Linked DNA regions of Mus musculus: region 2 is linked to region 1. The links are chromatin contacts, called in public targeted proximity ligation maps. All regions are on one chromosome and are shown on one strand. The core of a region is the stretch at or near the end of the contact, and the rest is flanking DNA. Distances in the headings are between cores, read along the strand shown. Region 1 holds the start of AW112010 (expressed sequence AW112010). Region 2 holds the start of Ms4a19 (membrane-spanning 4-domains, subfamily A, member 19).

The links.
Region 2: a targeted proximity ligation map of CD8 T cells shows a contact between it and region 1, with 7 read pairs. A contact is called at or near these places in 6 of 39 promoter capture datasets (embryonic stem cells, liver, neutrophils and 2 more), 5 of 484 Hi-C or Micro-C datasets (ECoMG myeloid progenitors, bone marrow-derived macrophages, liver and 1 more), 6 of 130 datasets of targeted methods (CD8 T cells, Th17 cells, bone marrow-derived macrophages and 2 more) and 4 of 9 other capture datasets (adipose tissue, liver, macrophages and 1 more).

What each region holds. Positions count from the first base shown.
Region 1 is chr19:11,048,117-11,054,118 of GRCm38.p6, forward strand. It overlaps AW112010 (expressed sequence AW112010), which reads right to left and starts at 2,450. Exons shown (of 3, transcript NR_102366.1): 1 at 2,272-2,450; 2 at 163-276.
Region 2 is chr19:11,162,138-11,168,050 of GRCm38.p6, forward strand. Ms4a19 (membrane-spanning 4-domains, subfamily A, member 19) reads right to left here and starts at 3,193. Exons shown (of 8, transcript NM_001370777.1): 1 at 3,135-3,193; 2 at 2,853-2,913; 3 at 1,263-1,354. The coding sequence starts at 1,316.

The DNA.
Region 1 (6,002 bases), core at 1,200-3,699:
GCTTAGTAATAAGGATGCAAAAAAGATGTGCAAACCTGTAGGATTCAGACACTGTGCGATTCCTCCTTACTCTAGGCAGGAAGCCAAAAACAGGAAGTCCCTTCTAGAGACCTACCCTCTTAGCAAACATATTTCCACCCACCAGAGAGCCCCAGCACTCACATCATTGGCTTGATGGCAGAAGACTTTAACGACGTTCTTAGAAGACTTATACGCCAGGTATTGTTGCATCAGGCAGATGATGAGCACACCACCAAAGATAAATATCAGAGGGATCTGGAAGCAGATCAGATGAATAGGACGTGAATACTGACCTGAAATGTCTGAGTTTGAACTGTGGCTTTGCAATAGACCATGTTTATGGCTTTGGTAATTCTCCCATTCTCTCTCAAGTTCATGGGTAAAAAGTCTCTCTGAGTCTTTGGGAGTCTCCAGGGTAGATGAAAAAGAATGGTTACTTTACTCCCTTTCAGCCAGTGCCTCAGGAAAGAAGAACCATTGCTGAGGTAAGCTCCTTGGTATTTCCTCAGAGAGAGGCAGGAAGCCTTAAGGGTGTGTTTTGTACTGGGAGAAGGAAAAGGCTGGGAGCCTGTTACCTTCCAGAAAGAGACTGCCCACAGTCTGACTACTTTGCAGAAGGGTCTGGAGCTGAGGCAGTGAAGGTGAGTAAGACCACAACTTGATTAGGAAAAACACCCATGGAAGGAGTTACAGAGACAAAGTTTGGAGCTGAGACAAAAGGATGGACCATCTAGAGACTGCCATACCCGGGGATCCATCCCATAATCAGCTTCCAAATGTTGACACCATTGTACACACTAGCAAGATTTTGCTGAAAGGACCCAGATGTAGCTGTCTCTTGTGAGGCTATGCCGGGGCCTAGCAAACACAGAAGTGGATGCTCACAGTCAGCTATTGGATGGATCACAGGGCTCCCAATGGAGGAGCTAGAGAAAGTACCCAAGGAGCTAAAGAGGTCTGCAACCCTATAGGTGGAACAACAATATGAACTAACCAGTACCCCCCCCCGGAGCTCATGTCTCTAGCTGCATATGCATCAGAAGATGGCCTAGTCGGCCATCAGTAGAAAGAGAGGCCCATTGGTCTTGCAAACTTCATATGCCTCAGTGCAGGGGAACGCCAGGGCCAAGAAGAGGGAGTGGGTGGGTAGGGGAGTGTGGGGGGGAGGGTATGGGGGACTTTTGGAATAGCATTGGAAGTGTAAATGAAGAAAATACCTAATTAAAATAAAATAAAAATTAAAAAAAAAAAAAAGAAATTCTTCGCTTTGCATACCTCTGGCTCTTTATTTAAACTCCATGTTAGAAACTGAGTGATAAGCCCAGGTGGGGCCAAGTCACTGGACCCCTTTGCTCTGCTTCTCAATGAAGTCACAATGAATTCATTTTTTTCTACCTTCCACTCTTATTTGTTTAGTTGGCCCATTAAGGACTGGGTAGATGAATCTGGATTGCTTGAGCCTGGACTCTGACCCTGACAATTCTAGGTGCAGTCTGGAGCAAAACAGAGAGGCTCCTCTGGGTAAGAGTAGGATGTGAGGTCATGGACAAGAACAGTCAGAAAAGTGAGATGGTTAAAGGCTAGAGGGGGAAGGCAAAGCTAACATGGAGAGAGCAGGGCCTGTATCAAATGTTTTTTTCTAGGGCAGAGGAAGATTCTAACTACATACAGGGTGCCTCATCTTCAGAAGAGGGTACAGACTCCTGCCATTGTTCTGAGCTTTTAGAGAAAGCTAGATCATTAAAAAGTCTGCTGGGCTGGAACAGAGCTATTTTAAAAGGGGAAGGAATTAAGGCCTCTGCACGTTGAGAAAAAGTCAGTGAAGTGATCCACAACTGAGGAGAAAATCAGAAAGAACTTACACAGGAGGACCCAGGAGAAACTTACGCTTAAGTCCTTTGCTTTGTCCTTTCCAGATATTTCCGTGTGCGTGTGTGTGTGTGTGTGTGTGTGTGTGTGTGTGTGTGTGTATTTCCCGCAGCGCCTGGCTGGCCCTTCATATGCCTACCTAGTGCTGTCTCCTCTCTACATCCCAGGCTTAGAATTGAGTTCTGTGGTGTCAGACAGGAGATACCCACCCCACAAGAACTATATCTTCCTGGAAAAACAGACTTAGAAATAATAACAAACTAAATGCAAGCTTTCAAAGACAGAAGGTGACACTCATTCTCTCCAGTAAGCTGGGATGAGGCCTTCCATGGGCCTTCTTACCCACTATAGATTTCCCCTTACAGATCAAGAGGTACTTACGGGAGACATCTTGCAGCTCAGGTTGTCTGCTAGACTCCTGCTGATCTTCTCTTTGGTTTTTTATATAAAGTTTGAGAATGTCAGTTTCACTTTCCCTTTGAATTGCTTTGGGGCACTATTTGCTAAACAGGAGTGGACTGAAAAACCCCGAGTCTGAGAGAAGTTTACACAATTAGTTGGCCTATCCCACAAACAAACAGGAAGATCTGCAAACACAGCCCAAGAGCCTTTTCCCACTTGGGAAATTCCTTGCTTGGAACACAGTACAGTGTTGCCTGAGACAACTGCTTCATCCTTGGCTATGGAAATAAGCAGACATAATATGATATTTCAATGATTTAAAGCAAATGCTGATTTTTTTTTTTTTTTTTTTTTGGTAAGAGTAACACAAGTACATGGGTCAGTGGATATTCTTCAGGGCTCTCTAGGATGTGGTTTCAGGCAGGACACAGGATTACACTCAAGCGTGTATCTCCTGTGTTTGCATTTTCATCGTGGGTTGTAGGTTAAAGAATTAGCAGATGTGAATACAAGGAGAGTTCACTATTATACTGCCAGAAGCCAGAGGCTAGGAGAAGCCTGGAGGAGACTCTCCTCCCAGTCCTCCTGAAGGATGGAGCCTTGCTGACACCCTGAACTCAGACTTCCTGCCTCCAGAACCAAGGGACAATAGGTTTAATGAGCTCTCCTGTTGGTGCCACCTTGTTATCGTTGCTAAAAAGCCCATAGAGTGTCTGTGAAAGATCTTGTGTAGTGACAGGGAAGCAGTCACTGCTGGCACAGCCAGCTGACTGGTCAGATTGGGAGTAATAGAGGTGACATGGAAATATAAGGAAGAGGAGGCAATCCCCAGCAGAGACAGAAGGCCCCGCTCTCCATAGGGTGTGGTCCTTTGAGTGAGACCCCCCCACCTCATAAATTAAAAGCTTGGTTCCTGGTTGGGAACTGTTTGGGAAGAATTAGGGGGTGTAGCTTTGCTGGAGGAGGTGTGTCCCACTGTGCACATTCTCTCTCTTATTCCCTCTCTCCCTTCCCCCGATCCCCTCTCTTCTTCCTCCGCAGGAAGTACACTCTTAACTACCGCTCCAGTGCCATGCCGGCCTGCTTGATGCCCTGCTTCCCATTATGATGATTGCAGACTGTAACTCTCTGAAACTGTGGGCCTCCAAATTAATTAATTAATAAATAAGTTAATTAATTAAAATCAGTGGCCTTGGTCATATGTCTCTTCAGAGCAATAAAAAACAAAACAAAACACAACAATGAAGATAGGTGGAGGTTATCAAGTTGACTGGCAGGTCAAGAGAGCTGTCACTCAACATTGATCTTGGTCCCTTGCCTCTGAGGAGGAGGAGTGAAGGGCTTTTAGACTGGGTTGTGAGGCTCCAGAATGGAGACCCATTCTCTGTGTCCTAGGGCTCTGAGAGGGTGAGTGTATTCTAACTCAAGGAACTCGGGACATCTTTGCACTTGGAGGAAATCAACTAAAGACTCTGAAAGAGCTTATAAGGATTCCGTTTTTTGATATTTACCACTGAATAAATGAAAGCAGAGATGACTAAGATGTATTTGTTAGTTGTTAGGCTAAAGCTATACATTTCATGTCAGCAGAAATAAGCATCTTTAGTGAAAAAAAAAAACCCTATTTTCCAAAATAAAAATTTAGTAAGAAGAGAATTAGTTTTTAGCAGTTGTGAGGGTGGGGAGGCGAAATATTTTTGCCTCCCCCAACACTAGGTTCACAAGTGAAGCCAGTGTAAAAAAAGACAGAACAAGAGAAAAGTATGCATATCTATACACTGTGATCTCCCCTCCCCTCTCTTTTATTTAAAAGAAAAATTTTGGAAGTACTTTGATTAAAAGACATTATTGCAAGCGTCACTGAAGAGCATTGTATTCTGTTTTAAATTTATTTTATTTTTCATACATGAATACTATATTTATATCATTTCTACCTTGTGCCCTCCAATTCCTTTGAAGTTCCCCACACTCCCTCTCAGGTTCATGACCCTGTTCTCTATAATTGTTACTCTCCTATGTAAGTAAATGTGGGTATTTCTGTGCTTGATTTATTGAAAATGTGAATAGTCATGAACTGGACTTAAAAAAAATTGATCTGGAGGCTGGAGAGATGGCTCAGTGGATAAAGGGTTTGGCTCCTCTTCCAGACTACCTGGGTTCAATTCCTAGCACCCACATGGTGACTCATAACCTGCTGGGGTCTAGCCTCTACACAGGATCAGGGGTCTCAGCTGGAAGCAGGGATATCTGGAAGGTGCATAATGAACACACAGGTAACATTTTCGGGTACAACCTAATGAGCAAGTCTCAAAGCTTGATCTCTCTGTCTCTGTCTCTCTCTCTCTCTTTCTCTCTCTCTCTCACATACTGCACTCTCCACTCTTCACACTCCCACACACCTCACACCTCTAATTTGCCCCAGTCTTTTATTGTTACTCCAAAAAGCAGGTAGAGAGACATTGTATAATCATTACCAGATGTATGAAGTTCAAAAGAATGACCACATCTCACAAAGAATTAAGAATTATGATTGTTCCTCAAAGTTCGAAGCTTTCCCTATTCTCAGCCCTATGGCCAAATAATAATTGCAAACTTATATTATTTAAACTTTAACTATTGACTTATACTTCAGAGCTCAAAGCTCTGAGGTTAGCTACGTGTGGTTTTCCCGTGAAGCTCTAACAATAAACAAGGGCAAAGGTGTCAGGCAGTGGTTAGAAAGAAACAGGCTAACCTTTAACTCTGCAGTTTCGCTAGCTTCTGCTTCTGCACATTGCACACAATGACTCAATAGATTTTTTGTTTCTGAACTAAAGTATCCTGTGTTCGTGTTCCTTTAGTCCACTTTTCCCTTATCCCATGACAGTGTCTCTTACACTAATAATTTTCATAGTTCCAGTAAATTCCTTCACTCTCTGGTGATGAACTCTGTATGACTTTAGCAGTACATGGCTCTGTTTCATTTTCTAATAATTTTTTCAAACGTTGCAAGTCAAACATTAATCTGAAACTACAATTGTGCAATTATTACATTGTTCCAAAAATGAGAGCGCACAGCATGCATGTGGGCCATTAGGACTGTGCTGGGCTATGCCCTATGCCTCAATTTTTGGTTGTTTAAGAATCATTACATTTGGCCAGTCCAGGGCCACCATGGGCATAAACTCAGAGGATGCTCCTACATTCCCCAGAGGATTCTCCACGCTGCAGGTGCCTTAGCATACCCAGGATCTTAGGATCACTGGTGAGTCCAACACAACATCTGTTCCAAGGCAACTGTGAGGGGTCTGTGCCAGCAGGAGCAGGGACACAGGAAATCTGCCTGACCAGTGGCTCAGTTGGTGCTGGTCTACCTTGGTTTCAAACACAGCAGACAGTCCCATGGTTCCCCAGAGGAGGTACCACTTCCAAGCACTTAACATGCCCAGGATCTTAGGATTCCAGGATCTCAGGATCCCAGGAGCTTGGTCACACCAGGATCTCAGGGTCTCAGAGGAAGCTTGACTGCCTAGAACTCTGATACACCCAGAATCTCAGGTTCACAGGATCCCAGAATCCCAGGATCCCAGAGAAAGCTGGACTCTGAGGACTTCTGAATAAACTGGGATTACAGGAAGGACAGGCTCCAATCAGATATACTGAGGGCAGCGAGCACTAGAGATAATCAGGTGGCAGGAGGCAAGCAAGAGAACAGAAGCAATAGAAACCAA
Region 2 (5,913 bases), core at 1,943-4,442, 110 kb after region 1:
GGTCCTCAGTGGACCTAGGAAGCAGGATTAGTAGTTTGAGGCCTCCCTGGGCTATATAGACCCCTTTTCAAAAACAAAGACAATTTCTATTCCCAAAATCAGTTGGCCATACCAGTGGAGTCTAGTTCTGGACTATGCCTTCTTCTCTATTTCTCTGTGTTTTTCTTATATTTAAACAGTATCACATAATCTTGATGACTGTAGGCAGAGTCTTAAAAATCAACTAGTGTGCTTTGTCCTACCTTGATATAGCTGTTTTTGTTCCTTCTCCTTCCCACATAATCTTTGTTGATTTATAGCTATATACAAGATATTGCTAAGATTTTAATAGGAATTTTGTCAAACCCATATGCTAGTGTAGGGAGTGCTAACATCTTTACTATGTTGAGCTTTGCAATCTATAAACATGTCTTTTTATTGATGTAATCTAAGTTGAATTTTTCATTTGTATTTAGTCAGTTTCAAACCACAAGTTCTATATATGGTTTCTTTAATATATGTAATTTTTTTCCTTTAGGGATTGACATCTTCATGTTCATTATTATCTTATAAAAACACAATTTATCTTGAATCTTGTGACTTTGTTTAACTTACTTATTTTCTAAGCATCCTGTGCTTGTGTGTGTGTTGATTGTTAGGATTTTTCTCACTTAATTTTTTTTTTTGAGACAGGGTTTCTCTGTGTAGCCCTGGCTGTCCTGGAACTCACTCTGTAGATCAGGCTGGCCTCGAACTTAGAAATCTGCCTGCCTCTGCCTCCTGAGTGCTGGGATTAAAGGCGTGCGCCACCACTGCCCAGCTTCACTTAATTTTTAATCTCTTGTGTTTAACTCTTAATCTGGCTCTATCATTCAGCAGTGTGAGTAGATGATACAAAATCATACTCCCAAAGGGTGTGGTGGATGGGATTGCCAGGGCAAACAGCAGTGTGTCTGTGATAGAAGCCAACCATTGCTCATAGAGCTCTGGAGTCCGAAGATCCTTCTGGATGTACTGACAATTTGCTCACCTCTTTTAGGACATGTCATCATCTTAGGGTTAAAAACATTGATAGATGGTAAAAAAAAAAGACTATTTCTCCTCCATTTCTAGACTCTGTATATATTTTGATGCCATGTCGCCTTCGCAAGCCACTGTAATCGATTTACCTCCATTTGAGGAGTTGATAGTGGAAACAGAGGTGGTATATATCTTCTACCTCGTGTAATAAGGAGTGGGAACCCTCTCACTGAGGACTTACTTGAGCAGCATTTTGTTCTTACCCCCAAGACTCTCAGTTCCTTTTTTATCCACAAACGATTCTGTGGCATATTCATCAAGATATAATGGAGGGATGTGAGGATAAGTTCCTCTCCTGGGAAAAATGGGGAGAAAAACAACATAAATTAAATCAGTTAATAATTATTGTTATTCTCTTGGGTAAGATTCCTAAGCCTGAGGGGGACCCTACTCTACAGCTGTCATTCATTTTTTTTTTAAAGATACTTGGTTGCCCTCTGACAGGTTCTTTTGCACCAGAGACTAGTAGTATTCTGACAAAACTAATATTTACCTCTCAAAAAGTTTTGCTCACGGATCAGATTTAAGTTAGACTACGCTAAGTACTAAGTGATAACTGCTCCGATCACATCAATTCCTTGAGCACCTGCTCATATGCCCACATTGCTGCATCAGGAAATTTAGACCCTTGGTAGATTTGATCTACCCTGGTACCCACCCATCAGTGTTGTCTAAGTTTAAGTCTGTTTGGGGGTGGGGTGTGTGTGCCTGACTAGAAGGATCTGTGTCACATGCTTATGTTAGATGCAGAGGAGGCTGGAAAATAGAAATAGTATTCTAGAGTATAGGCAGGTTTCTTAAGTTAGTGAACAAGATAACCAGAGGGGATGTTCAGTAGGCAAGACAAGGATAACTCGTCATTTCTAGCATGGGCAGGGAGGGTGATGGTTCCTAGTTTGTATGAATCATAACTCCCCCCTCAGCCTCTATATTTAATGCTCATGAAAACTCTTCTTTATTCTAGCTGGTCTGAACAAAGGTGGATATCGAAACCATTTGGTGAGGCTGCAGAAGATGTAAAAGCAAGAAGCCAGGACATTATTAGATTCTATCTGTTCTAATGTACAGAACCGTAGAGCATGAAACTTTGCATGTGTGGGAAGAAGGGCACCCGGAGAAAATCAGAGACAGACGAAAAAACAGAACTTATCATCTTCTGACCACTTTCAACTTCTTAGTTCCATTTTCTTGGAAGCCTGGCTGCCTATACATCATGTAAACACTTATATATTATATTATATACATTAATTTTACTAAAACAAATAAGAGATAATTTATGTTTTTTCAGTCCAAGGTTAATACATTTGCTTTGAGTGGCTTTCTAGTTAGATTTGGCTTTGATAATCTCTACCTCCATTCCCAAGAAACAGCTCCCCAACCCCACCCAGCCTCTAAAGTCTCACTAATCTTTTCTGGTTCCCTTCAATCACTATATGTAGTTGTATGGGAATGTCAGGGCCAAGAAGCAGGAGTGGGTGGGTAGGGAAGCAGGGCGTGGGGGGAGGGTATAGGAAACTTTCGGGATAGCATTTGAAATGTATATAAAGAAAATATCTAATAAATAAAAAAAGAAAAAAATTCAAGGCATTGTCTTTAGATCTTTCAAAACAAACTTTTCCTTTTCCTCATATAAGTCACGGACTTTGAAGGTTTCAGTTGCCACGATAATGGCCCATTGATATTTGACAAGGAGAAAATACACTAAGGCACAGAGGAAAGCATTTTAGAAGATTCTTGAATTAAAAATTGCCCATTATGACAATTAAAAACTTACCCGTTATGCGATGACTTACAAAAAAATGTAATAAACTTCAAAGGCTCTTCTAAGTGACAAGAATCACCTGGAGGGTTGTACTGGGGAGAAAAAAGAAGCCAGGATACAATTGAAGCTCTCCAGGAAGCAGTGTCCAATGCCTGTCCTTAATGTGGTCTGTTCAAGGGTCATGGATCCATACTCTGTCACAACCCCAAGGTTAGAATAGGATAATCCTGAAAGGGTTGCTTTTAGGTCCAGATCTTTCTGCCCTGGCTTTCCTGCAGGCAGGCATCTGCCACCTTCATGTGCCCCTCATTACCTCTTGCGGATCCAGCGCAGCTGCGGTTGTGTCTCAGAGCAACCGTGGTGAAGGGTGCCACGTGAGGAGGGCCACGCAGAAGTTAGTTCCACTGGCCCTTGAAGGTTCCATCCAGCCTTCATGCCCGCGAGAGGTAGATGCGGTTAGGGTTTGGGGCCAGCAGGAGGAGCTCTAGTGCGGACATCCTTTACTGACCAGTGTTGGGCATACTCTAGCTATTAATCTGCAGTCCTTGAGCCCAGCTATGGCTGATTCCCTGCTCCATAGACTTCCCCACCAAGCAAATACTACCAACTGTTTTCCAGTAGAAGAAGCAAGTCTTTCTATTGTGAGTCTCCTCAAAAATCAAAGTTCTAAACTCTAGAAGGAAGGATGTTGTTGGAACCCTGGATCTGGTGGTGTTTGGGCAAGATGTATCTTCTGTTCCTCTCTCTGCAAAATCGAGGTCACACTTGCTCTGTGGACTTTCCATTTTCAGAAATTAGATTGCACAAGTCCGTCATCCACTCTGGGACAAGAAACTCTAAACATAGTGGGCAGTATGCCAAAAGAAGAGATGGAGGCTGGAGGTGGACTTGAGAAGGGACCCAGAGGAAGATGAGAGGAGTTGTGGGGGTGAAAGACAATTAAAATTCATTATATAAATGCATGGAACTGTCAAACAACCAATCAACAAATAAATTAACCCCGACAAAAGGCTACTGCTCTATGTAATCTAGTCCTAAATGGTAGGTATTAAAGAACCCAAATTTGACAGTCATGTCTATGAGGCTGAGAGTCATTTATGATATGACTAAACAGGTAAACACTAAACCCAGTAAAGTGTAAGGGTGCTATATCGGGCACCTGGAAGAAGTGAATAAATTAACAGAAGGTCATTTGGTCTAACTTACTCAGATTACATTGAGTCTCAAAAGCAATGGTGACTTGGTTAGCTGCTAACTAAAGGAGTGTTCCTCACAGGCAATTTGTTGAGGCTTCCAGTACCAGGTATTCCATGTATTATGTAATTTATTGAACATATAATTCTCTAGGAATTAGAATGCTCCAATATTTATATATCCTGTTGAGGATAAATATGAATGACATTGTTTATGTATTAGTAGTAAGGAATGGAAAAAATATAGAATATCCTTTACCTTAGAGTTTACCTTGTGGGAAAGGTGGGGTGAGAGATGATCCATTTTAGTATTAGGTGGTCAGACAATAAAAATCGAATGCAGCTTAGGTGGTAAGGAGCAGACAGAAAGGTAAGGATGCCCTTGCAGAGCCCTGAGCTCTAGGAAAAAATGGAAAACGATGCCTAAATCTCTCAAGGGTTATGCATTTGGTTGCTGGCTTTTTGCAATGTGAAGGTGAGTGCTATCACTGAAAAGAAGTGGCCTCAGAGGACAGATGGAAGTCAGACTCGACCTAGAGTAGAGTCAAAGGGAAAACACGAGGTAATTGTGTGGAGATAATATGTACTTACCTCTGGAGCTCTGGCTTTAAGAAAGGAAAGGTAGTTGTGTGCAGAGGGAGTCCTACGGGGGAGTTGTTTTAAGATGACACTTAACACTGTGAGCCAATGCTGGTGGCTGGCCGGGAAGGGATGAGAAGCCAAAGCCATCTAAGACATCAATGACACAGTGAGACGTGGACTGTGATCTCTAGAAGCAGCCTTCTGTCATGCACAGACCTGCAGGTAGCCTTAACTTTCTCACTGCACACTTGGCTTTCTTGGCCCGTCACCTGGCTTGCCTCTGGGGCCACTCTTTTGCTAACTTGCTCATTCTCTGCAAGCAGGAGCTCTTGGGTACAGGTTCTGTGAATTCTATGAAAGCTTCTAGTTTCACACAATGTAATGAGGAGCTAGACATAACTATAGCACTTTTGTCACATGGTTAGCTTAAGTTGACACGTGTTTTAGGTATAAAATACACAATTCTGAAGACTCCATATGATCTGTAGACCATATGACTCCATAGATTATAAAGTATATCATCAATAGTTTTTACCTGCATCATTTAGATGTTTTTGACATATTAACTGTGTTGTCAAAATTAAACACATATGTTCCTATTTACTCTCTTTGTGTGGCTGCTAGGACAATTTAAAAACATACATGTGGTGTTTCTTACATCACCAGTAGATAACGATGCTCTGTATCTTTCACGGTCTTGGACATCACTCCTTCCTTTCAGGTTTCTTGCCTTTTGAAGTTTTTTTTGACCTTAATTTCTTCATTTTATTTTTTTAAAAATTGTGTTTTATTTCCCCTTTCTTTTCTTTGCTCAAAACTCCCTTGCTGTCTTTCAAATTCATGGCCTCTTTTGTCATTAATTGTTACACATGTATATGTGTGTATTCCTAAATATACCCTGCTCAGTATGTAGTCTGTTACTTGTATGTATGTTTTCATGGCTGACCATTCAGTATTGGACAACCAATTGGTGTGCTCTTCACTGGGGAAGATTATTTTTCTTCATTCTCTGCATTTCTTCGTTGCCTGCAGTTCTTTGTGTAGGGCTGAGGTCTCCTGGGCTTTCTCTTTTCACTTTGGCATGTTCGTTGATGTCATCCTTGTTCAGCTTCTGTTTGGGCAGTCATGTTGGTGAGACTTCATGGGTGTAGCTTCTGACATCACTAAGAGACAGAATCTCACAGCAAACTTCCCAATTTGGCTCTTACAATTTTTCTGCTCCCTCTTCCACAGTGTTCCCTGAGCGTTAGGTGTGGGAGTTGTTTTTCAGGTGTATCCACTATGACTGGAACCCATAACTCTGCATTTCGATTAGTT